3 separate regions of the Sus scrofa genome follow, and regions 1 and 3 are each linked to region 2. A link is a contact called in public HiChIP or PLAC-seq data. All regions are on one chromosome and are shown on one strand. The core of a region is the stretch at or near the end of the contact, and the rest is flanking DNA. Distances in the headings are between cores, read along the strand shown. Region 1 has its middle 170 kb from the start of RAP2A. Region 2 overlaps RAP2A (ras-related protein Rap-2a). Region 3 has its middle 130 kb from the start of IPO5.

Evidence for each region. HiChIP or PLAC-seq counts read pairs in DNA pulled down with a chosen protein or histone mark.
Region 1: an H3K27ac HiChIP or PLAC-seq map of alveolar macrophages shows a contact between it and region 2. The contact joins two enhancer-like sites. A contact is called at or near these places in 1 of 47 Hi-C or Micro-C datasets (fetal heart ventricle) and 1 of 2 datasets of contacts at active chromatin or transcription factors (alveolar macrophages).
Region 3: a contact with region 2 is called in an H3K27ac HiChIP or PLAC-seq map of alveolar macrophages. The contact joins two enhancer-like sites. A contact is called at or near these places in 1 of 47 Hi-C or Micro-C datasets (epiblast stem cells) and 1 of 2 datasets of contacts at active chromatin or transcription factors (alveolar macrophages).

The regions. Positions count from the first base shown.
Region 1 is chr11:66,847,214-66,850,807 of Sscrofa11.1, forward strand. No RefSeq gene overlaps it. Among named protein-coding and RNA genes, the nearest start is that of RAP2A, 170 kb to the left of the region's middle. Within about 2 kb of position 1,913, at least 4 of the 83 cell types and tissues checked have an H3K27ac peak or open chromatin away from gene starts, as enhancers often do. A contact at or near this core is called in alveolar macrophages, where this site is marked.
Region 2 is chr11:66,701,099-66,704,618 of Sscrofa11.1, forward strand. All of the region lies in intron 1 of RAP2A (ras-related protein Rap-2a), which reads left to right. Among named protein-coding and RNA genes, the nearest start is that of RAP2A, 24 kb to the left of the region's middle. Within about 2 kb of position 1,668, at least 2 of the 83 cell types and tissues checked have an H3K27ac peak or open chromatin away from gene starts, as enhancers often do. A contact at or near this core is called in alveolar macrophages, where this site is marked.
Region 3 is chr11:66,888,856-66,892,324 of Sscrofa11.1, forward strand. No RefSeq gene overlaps it. Among named protein-coding and RNA genes, the nearest start is that of IPO5, 130 kb to the right of the region's middle. Within about 2 kb of position 2,191, at least 4 of the 83 cell types and tissues checked have an H3K27ac peak or open chromatin away from gene starts, as enhancers often do. A contact at or near this core is called in alveolar macrophages, where this site is marked.

The DNA of each region.
Region 1 (3,594 bases), core at 663-3,162, 150 kb after region 2:
TATTGATAGGCTATTTCTCCAAAGAAAGTCATGTGTATGAAGGGCTCTAATATTATCTGAGTTTTTCTCAGGATGGTGGTGATGGGGAGGAGAGGATAAAGGAATTGGTAGTGAAACACAGACAAGGAAGACAAGCTTTGCAAGGAGAAGACCGTTCCCCTTGGGTTTCCCACATTTCTGAGCATCTTCTGAGCAGAGGCATGACTGCCTTTGTTCTGGGCTGTCTTTTCAACGTCTCTGTACAATCAAACAATTTGGAAAGAATAGCCGTGAATATAGAAGCAGTGTCTCCCTCTGGAGCAAAGGGCAGGTTTGGTGAGCATCCGGTATAATAAAGGTAATACATCCCCCCCGCCCCCAGCAATGATCAGGCTGGCTTACAGCCCATTATAAAAGATTGGGTTCCCTACGTTCAGGATTCCTCTCCAGTAATGCACTGCTGCCTGTGCAGATGCTACCTGGCCCTCTGTATGTTCCCCCGTGGACGTGGAGGCTTGGGAACCTACAGGAAATGTTGATACTCTGGTTACTGCTGCTTCTGTGAATGATACACTGTGCTTTATCTCACACCTAGGCGTCTCGGGTCTCCTGCCAGCGTACATGAAATTGTGGCGGGCTCGCTCGGCTTGACAGTCTCGTGTTACTGATTCCAACAGGCAAAGCCACATCTTACATAACCAAGTTTATGTGTTTTTTTTTTTTTTCTTCACTTATCCATTCGATAAATAAACATTCCTTGAATGCCTAGTCAATGCTAGGAGATTCCAAGGGAATGAGGATGAGGGGACCCCAGCCTTAGCAAAACAAAATCTCATAGTAAAAAAAAAAAAAAAGAAGCCTCATCATAAAACAGAGTTTAGTGAGGGAAGACAGCAAATAAACAAGTAACTCAATGAGCAAAGGAGATCATTTCGGAAAGTGTTAAGTGCTGGTGAGAAAATCATCCAGGATGAAACAATGAAGTGACTGGAGTGGACGTGGAAGGAGTTCCCATCGTGACTCAGCAGAAACACATCTGACTAGTATCCATGAGGACGCAGGTTCGATCCCTGGTCTCGCTCTGTGGGTTAAGGATCCTGTGTCATGGCTGTGGTGTAGGCCAGCGGTTATAGCTCCAATTTGACCCCTTGCCTGGGAACCTCCATATGCCTTGGGTGTGGCCCTAAAAAGACAATTTAAAAAAAGAGCAACATGAAGTAGATGTGGAAAGCAGGCAACGTGAGGTTGGTGATCAAGGAAGAGGCCTTTCAGAGGTGGTGAAATTGGAGTTGAGCCACTCATAACAAAGTCAACTGGTGATGATGTCTTGGGAAAGAAGCTCCCAGGAGTAGCTACTGGACATGCCCTAAGAGGAGCAGGTGTTCAGAGAAGCCAGGAAGACACGGGGAGAATAACGGGAGGTGTGGGTGGAGAGGGGGCAGGGCCAGGTCCCAGGAGCCTGGCGGGGGGCATGGGAGGACTTGGTTAATCATCATCTCCTCTCTCTTGCCCTTCTCCCTGGTACTGCTCCTCCCTGAAAGTGTCTGCTGGGCACATTTCTTGATGGAGCCCCTGGCTGGCTTTCTTCTTTGGAAAGGGAGTGGTAACTGCATTAAGGCTCTAATTTACGGTCCACAGAAATATTTGCCTGATATGAATGAAACTATAAAGACTGAGAGTATGTCCAGGCCATCTCAAAGGCTGAATGTCAAAAGTCTGAGATCACGGAGGAGAGACTTCTGTGCAGATGCCCTCCTGGAACCCTTCTCGTCACTCTACTGGATGGGGACAGACTCCTTCTAGTTCCACTTTAATTCCAGGATGTAGACACTCATCTCTGACGAAAAGAAATGAAGAGTGGCTTCCAGTGGCTTGTTTAAAGAGTTTCTGGTACTTCCTAAAGCTTATTATTTGGCACTCACCAATTAGTGGTTGCCTGAAAGGAAAAAAAAGAGGAAATGGACCCAACATCTTGTGATGAGGAAAGTCATTGGATAATTATATCAGTTCCTTCTCTATGAAACTAGAAGGGTAAAACTCATTTAGTCAAACTAACCAAATTAGTTAGATCTCCAAATGGAGTAAAATTAATTTAGTTAATCTACCTAATTAAAGAAATTGTGATACTGCAAGTTAAACATAATATGGTATAAATGTCAGAAGAAAGGTTATCTTGGAGTTCCCTGGTGGCTCAGCAGGTTAAGGATGGGTGTTGTCACTGTTGTAGCATGGGTTCAATCACTGGCCCCAGAAAATTCCACATGCCACAGGAATGGCCAAAAAAAAAAAACCAAACAAACAAACAAACAAAAAAACCATTGTAGCTCAGTGGGTTATGAACCCGACTAGTATCCATGAGGATGTAGGTCCAATCCTTGGCTTCCCTCAGTGGATTAAGGATCCTGCATTGCCATGAGCTGTGGTGTAGGTTGCAGATACAGCTTAGATCTGGTGCGGTAGCTACAGCTCTGATTTGACTGCTAGCCTGGGAATTTCCATATGCTACAAGCACAGCCCTAAAAAGCAAAAAAAAAAAAAAAAAAAAAAAAAAAAAGGCTCTTATTCTTTCTAGGACATAGAGAAACTTGAGAGTACCACTGCCTTGGACTTGCGGATCCTATAGAATCTGACTCAGTTCATAGAAAGAATGTTCTCTGGTACCGCTTGATTCAGACAATGGTGTCATTCATGCAATAGCCTATGATTGTATATGATTTTTAGTTCCTTTAATGCAACAGGCTTCCCATAATTTCACGTTTAGGGGTTGTTTTCTTAGCAAGCCCATTTTTCAAAGATAATTCCCAGGGAAACTTGTCCGCCATCTTTACAAATGCCCTATTATTGGCATCTCAGTGAAGGCAGTTGTATCAGGACCCTGTGATCCTTTCATCACAACTGCTGCTATCTTAGGGAGATTGAAAATTGCTGGAGCAGGACAGCTATTTGAATTCTCGGATAGGAGCAAGAAATAGGAAAAGCCTGCCCTTCAGGTAGGAACCAGAGGCCTGTTTTGGGCACCTGGTCCGGGTGAGGTGGACCTGCGAGGGCATCCAGCAAGCACTCTGTCTAGACCAGGCAGAGCTGGGCCTGCCCATCACATGCTTAGGGGACCTGAGTCCTAATAAGATTCTTCCCAAACCTCCGTTAAAAGAAACTACGAGTTTCCTGAAATGGTTGTCATCACGTTTATGCTTTCAGGTTTGGAGAATTCTTTGATTTTAGGTCTAGAAAGATCTGAAAAGGCTGATGATGGGACTGTCGACAGCATGTGAATGTCTGAATCCCACTTGATCCCAGGCACACAGTGCATGCAAAGCCAGACTGCCACCTACTGACACGCGGAAGGGGTGGCTTGGCACTGTTCTCTTCTCAGGTAAAGCAAAGATGCTGTTGATTACAAATGGTCTACTGAACCCAGCCTGCTGCTTTTTAAAAACCCAACAGCAGTGAAGCAGTCACTGATTTGAGATCTGAATTGTATTTTAAATGTTGGCGGAAAAAATACTTTGCCCAAATATACACAATATCTGGTGATGGGTCAAAAAGAGAAGGGAAGTTTGGTATCAGAGATTGAGGGAGAGAAATATGGCTTCAATTCAAACAACGCTTCCTGTT
Region 2 (3,520 bases), core at 418-2,917:
TCAGTGGATTAAGGGATCCGGTGTTGCCGTGAGCTGTGGTGTAGGCCGGCAGCAACAGCTCTTATTAGACCCCCTAGCCTGGGAACCTCCATGTGCCATGGGTGCAGCCCTAAAAGGTCAAAAGACCAAAAAAAAAAAAAAAAAAAAAAAAAATACCTACTCAAGTGTTTTGTCCACTTAAAAATTGTTTTTTTTTCTTACACTTTGTAGAAGTTCTATACATTTTGGGTAGAAGTCCGTTGTCACGTATATATTTTGCAGATACCTTTTCCCATCTTTACCTTTTCACTTAATAGTTTCTTTTTTTTTTTTTTTTTTTCTTTTTATGGCTGCACCTGCAGCATATGAAGTTCCCGGAGTAGGGGTTGAAACAGAGCTGCAGCTGCCCAGCCTGTGCTACAGCCACAGCAACACCAGAACCGAGCAACCTTTTTGACCTACTCTGCAGCTTGTGGCAGTGCCAGATTCTTAACTCACTGAGTGAGGCGGGGGATGGAACCTGCATCCTCTTAGATACTCTGTCGGGTTCTTAACCCAGTGAGCCACCACGGGAACTCCTTAATAGTTTCTTTTAATGAGCAGTAAGTTCTTAATTGTAATGAAGTCGAGTTTAGTAATCTTTTCTTTTATGGTTAGTTCTTTATTGTGTCGAAGTTGATACATCTTTCTCCACTCCGAGGTTATGAAAGTTTATCCTTCATATTTATTCTAGAAGGTTTATTTTCTGACTTTTATTCTATGGTTCATCTTCAGTCTGTACAAGTGGTGTGAAATAGAGGGCTCCTTTTTCTTTCCGCATATGGATATCCAGTAAACCTAGTGCTGTTTAATTAAATGACCATCTCCCCAGTGAATTGTAGGTGTACCTTTGTCATAAATCAGGCAGATGTTTTTGTGTGGTCTGTTTCTAGGCCTTCTTTTCTGTTACATTTTTCTGTTTCTCCTCATGTCTAAACCACACTGTATTATAGCTTTGTAATTAAGTCCTGATATCCAGTATCTAATACTCAGGCTTTGTTTTTGTCCGCAGATTTGCTTTGGCTATTCTAGATATTTTGCATTTCCGTAGAATTCTTCGCATTTCCAAAAACCATTTGTCAGTTACCACATGAGTTACCAAAAAACCGCCTGTCATTTTGACTAAAATTGCATGGAACCCATGAGTCAGTTGTGGAGAATTGACATGTTAATCTTTACTGAATCTTTTAATCAGTAAATTCAGGACATTCTTCTCTTTATTTAGGTCTTCTTTAATTTCTCTAAGCACTGTTTTGTAATTATCATTGTAAAGGTCTTTTATGGTTTTTATTAGACTTATTTCTGTTACTTGATAATTCAGTGGAGAAAGGATAGCCCTTTCAACAAAAAACTGGAGCAATTAGATATGCTTAAACTACACCCCACATCTTAACAAAAACTGAAAATGAATCATGACTTAAACGTAAAACGAAAAAATATGAAACATTTAGAGAAAACCTTCAGATCTTGGGCTAGACAAAAGAGTTCTTACACTTGACACGAAAAGCATGGTGCATAGAATAACAACTGATGAATCAGATATTTAGATGATTTATTTCAAATGAGATGATTTGTGAGAGTGTATAGTTTTCAAGGAATTGGTTGAGTAACCTTCAGTCGTCTTTGGGCAATTGGGTACCGTTCACCTTTGCCCTAGATGAAGCCAGAGCAGTGACTGCTTTACCAGTTCAGCCTCCTCTTCTCTTCTGCCCCACTCCCTGAAATACTAGAATTTTCCAGACTTAACTTTTTTTTTTAATGGCCTGAGGAGGATATTTAGAAAATTGTCCTGAAATTTGAATCCTAAAATGGCTGAAAAGACCATATAGAGAAATATAACTCAATAGTTACTTTTACTTCCTAGAAGAACCTACAAGCTTTTATTTCTTCATACTGTCCCTCCGATCGAAAAGAGTTTGAGGCTTCTTGTTGATTGAGGTCATGTTTTTCGGAGACTTTTAAAGACTTGACTAAAATAATAATTTGGAAAGAGCTAAAAAAAAAAAAAAAGTACATTTATAGTGTTGGGTCATTATCATTCACAAGCTTTTAGAAATAAACATTATGTCCAAGTGTTTGGTAAAAGCAAAGGTGAAAATCTTATTCTTTCTCTATTGGCAGTAATTCCACAAGGTAACGTTTGACTGGCAAATGATTTTTATCTTACATAGTAAAAGTTTGTGTCTGGAAACAGTCTACATCTCCAAGGTAATCAGTAAAGGATCAGTAGAAATCCAGGAATAATAGTAAGGTAAACACCAAGTGAATAACCTGAGTAGGATACTTAGAAAATTAAACTTCTTTAGGAAAAGAAGCCACTCCTGCAAGAGAAACATCATCAAATTTTAAGCTAAGAGATTGATAGACTAAAAGTAAGAAGTAGTGATTTGATAACTGAGATCGTTTGAAACATGGTCGTTCCCCTTTGGTGTTTTGGGTTCCTAGTCATGAGCTAAAACTGTACTGCTTGTAAAGGCAATAGTTTATCTATGAATCGTGACCGATTTCTCTTTTTTTGTCAAAACCACTATCTGCTCTCTTCTTCAACCAGTCTGTCATCATGTGTTTGTTGGTGCTGCCTCCCAAATCTCTTTGAAGCTTTCTTTCTGTCCACTGCTCTTGCCATCATCCCAGTTCAAGTCACCCTGACTCTGTCTGGAGCGCTGCAGTCCTCTGACCATCTTCCTGCCTCTGTTGTGCCGCTCAAGGGCATTTTGTGTGTGTGCGCCATGCTGATCTCTCAGTACACACACCCACTAACTTGCCGGCCGGGAGACCTTCCGTGATTTGTCCTCTCCCTAGAATAGTGGCCTCAGGTCCTTCTCAGTCACCCCTCCCGCTTTCCTTGCTGGTGCTCTTGATGCTGTAACCACGAGGTCTCCTTTTGGTGCCTTGGGCAAGCCCAGCCCCTTGCCACTGCCTGCCTTTTGCATTGTCTTCTTTCTAAAATCTTTGATGCCTGTTTTTCTCCCCATGGCTGACTCGACTCTCAGTGCTCGAGTCTCTGTTTACTTTCATCTCCCTGTAGATGCTTTCTGCGATCACCTCGTGTGATGCTGGCCTGCCCGAGGCACTGTATGTTCATCAATTTCCCTTGAGACAGTGAGCACAATCTCTCATTTTATGGATTGTTTATAGTGTTTCCTTCAAGTGGAACATAAGCTCTAAGGATTTTACTCATTTTATATTCCGAGTCTCTCTCACAGTGCCTGGTAGATACTCAAGAAATAAATTAATGAAAACCTACGAACCCCAGATTCTTACCGATATAAAATGTAAATAAGAATTCAGATAAATGAGCTGTCTATTAAAGTAAGGAAGATTTTAAAAGAGATGAAATTTGACCTAAGCTTTTTTTTTTTGGCTGGGGAGCAGCTTGATGTGGGATCTCAGTTCCTAGACCAGAGATTGTACCCAGGCCACAGCAGTGACAGTGCCGAGTCCTGAGCACTAGACCGCTAGGAAACTCCTGATGAAATCTGACCTGAGCTTTGAGCAGTAG
Region 3 (3,469 bases), core at 941-3,440, 190 kb after region 2:
TCTGGAAGTTGTTTGGTTTGGATGTCCTCATTAATTAATGATCCTCCAGCAGAGGAATTTAGGAGATGTTTCCATCTGTTCATTGGACAAAAAAGACTAGAAATGTTGCCTAGAGCTGAATGACGTATAGAATATTGGCTTATCCACTAGATGGATATGACTGGCTATGTCAATGCCAAGTGCTTGGGTATCATCAAAGAATAGGTCTTCACAGTCCTTCACTAAGCTACCAGAAATCTCACTTCTCAGACAACCAGAATGGAATTTAAAGTATTTATCTGTAAAGTTTCACGAGCATAGCTTATTGTCAGAAGGAAGTAGATTTGACTCTTCTTTCTCTTGTGTCTGTTCTTCCTTCAGCACTATTTTAGAGACAAGTTGCAATCCTTTAATACAGAAAGTCAAATGTTTTCCTTGAGGAAAAACGATTTGTTTGTACACACTGTAGCTTTTTTTCATCATCCGCTTAAGAAGTAGTTAGAACAATAAATGATTACAATTTTATTAAATTCTTCCAAGTGAAGAATTTGTTTTTAAAGAAGGTTAGCCTAGAGAAATACTTCTTTCTAATTTGCCTGATTTTTTTCTAAAAATGAGAAAATTTTTTTTCCTGGTTAAAGAAAAGAGACTATTAAATTTAGGACAATAAAGTGAGTGGGTGGAGATAATGCTAATCTATTCCTTTTAAAAATAGAACCATGCTTAGAGCACAAGTTTGAATACTTACTCTGAAATCATGGCAGTGCCATTAGTCATAGCCTCCTAGATCCTTAGAGCTATAAAAGGGCCCTTAGGCATTATCTAGTCCAATCCTGTCATTTTGCAGATGACTAGACTGAGACTCAAAGATGCCAAGAGTGGAAGCAACAGCTTCAGCTCACCAAACATTCCAGATGTTCTGCGTTTGCCATCCTCTCCCGAAGATATGTTGTGGCCATGTCACCTGTTTTGACCCATGTTCCATGAGTAGACGTGACATGTCACTTCCTGGCTAAATTAGTGAAGAGCTAATATGCTCTCTCCATCTCTTTTTCCCCTGAGTGACCCCCACGTTGAGATGGTAGAACCTCAGTATAAAAGCTTCCTGGGAGTTCCCTAGTGGCCTAGCAGGTTAAGGATCCAGCATTGTCACTGCAGGTCGCTGTTGTGGCTAGGGTCACTGTTCTGGAGCTGGTTTGATCCCTGGCCCTGGTACTTCTGCAGGCTGTAGGTGCAGCCAAAACAACAACAACAACAACAACAAAAAAAAACCCTGCCCCGAGGAGGTGCCAATGCAAACTTCATATAAGCAAAAAACTAACTTTTGAGGTATCAAGCCACAGAGATTTCAGGATTTATTTGGTCTTGCCACCCAGTTTACTTGTCTTAACTGATGCACCAAGCAACTTGCTCAAGATCAGTCAGCAAGTTAATGGCAGAGAGAACTCAAAGGTGAGAACTCAAGTCTCCTGAATTATCACTCTAGAACCATGCTTTAAAATTACAGAGGAGTCAGTGTAGGCACTACCAGGCCAAGTCCTTAAGAAAAGGGACCAGTCAGCTGAAAACAGAGAGGATATGGATGGGCTGATGAAGATACAGCACCCATGGATTGAGGGCCAGAACCAGAGAAGTCATGGCCAGGAAGGAAAGAGGTTCCTGTGTCCCTCGCCTTCATACAGGACCAGTGAAGCTGATCCTCAGCTGGGGGGACAGTTGCTCGGGATTGTCCCAGATGGTTCCTTTCTACCCAATTTGTACATACTTTTCAAGTTGATGACAATTGCTCCTAGACCCTATTGCCCAGTGAGGAAGTTAAACACCCAAAGGAATTATTTCCATCTTCTTGCGTGTTTACGCAACCATTAAACACAAAAACAGGAACTGGAGGCCTTAGGCTCAGATTAATGTAACACGATGTAGAATTTCTAAAAGCCACAAATTGAAAAAACATGAGGTTTTGGTTGCTAGGCAACATCAGTACAAAGCTCTTTGCGTCTCTTCAAGAGCGTTCTCTCCATCTTCACGGACAAAAGTCAGAGAGTACTCAGCAACAGGCATATATTTGGTTGTGACATCAATAGACACTAAATTGAATTTTTCCTAAAAACAACTTACTGCATTGCGTCAAGCCCTTCAGGCTCCCGAATTACTACCCTCTGTGCACAGGATGGCATTTCCTGTTCTGAAATACTCATTTTTCTCTGTACAAACAGGTTCGATGGCTACCTTTGGGCAGTCCCTGAAATAGCAGTAGTGATTTTGCAAAGTCATGCACAGTCTGTACTCTTCCAAGGATGGGAGGGGTTTAGCCACGACCCATTCTCTGTATGCATGCCAGGCAGTTTAAGCCAAAGGGAAGTCACACTCTCTCCTGATCCCTTCCTGAGAAATGGAAGCTTTACCTCTGTGCTGACCTCTTTAGATCTCCTCAAATGTGAACAGAAGGAAAGTTAGCAATAAACACAGAAACCGCGTCTCTGGAACATTCCAGAACACTGTCCACTCACCTACTGACCTGCTTGGCCTCTGGTATCCCTTTGGCCACATTCCTCTTTCTCCCTTTCACTTTCAGCTTGGCTTCGCTCACTGGCCCTGATACCTCAGCATCCTTTGCCCAGCACCTACTTTAGACCTAGACAATATCCTTGGGACATATTTTTTCCTATAAGCTCCCAGCTCCAAACAGAAGGGCAACTCCTCTGGAGGAGAAGAGGATGAAATTCCACCTTAGAGGGTATCTTCCTAAAAGTGAAGCTGCCTTGTAGATGTCGCTTGGCCTGAAAGGAAGCAGGAACGAGTGTGGTCTCCATAGCATTTTCCTCGGGGACACAGAGTGTTTCTTAAACTCGAGCTCCTGAAGAACTCATTACAGGCAAGACACTGTCAGGACGCTGTAACAAATACAGAAGAAGAAACCTGATGGCTTTAGAGGAAAAAAGACGAATAAAGGGAGTGCCTGTTGTGGCACGTTACAAACCCGACCAGTATCCATGAGGATGCAGGTTCCATCCCTGGCCTTGCTCAGTGGGTTAAGGATCAGGTGTTGCCGTGAGCTGTGGTGTAGGTCACAGATGCGGCTCCGATCCTGCATTGCTGTGGCTGTGGCGTAGGCCAGCAGCTGCAGCTCTGATTCGACTCCTAGCCTGGGAACTTCCATATGCCACAGGTGTGGCCCTAAAAAGCAATAAATAGATAAATTAAAAAAAAAAATTTAAGTATTTTGAAAAAGGAGGAAGTCTAATTAAAAAAAAAAAAGGGCAGCCCTGCTGTTTATTTCATCCAGTTTTGCCTTTATGTAAAGTTTACAAGAGATAAGAAGGCCAGGGAAAGGGGTGCTGAAGAGAATTGTAGAGATAGCCTTGGACCACTCGGTGTTATCAAATACCCGATTCCCAGTGACCCTCTGGTTGGCCAGGAGGAGGGGCAAAGGCTCTTTGGCAAAGGCCCCCAGAACACTGTACAAGGTCCTTGGTGGAAAGAGGAACCC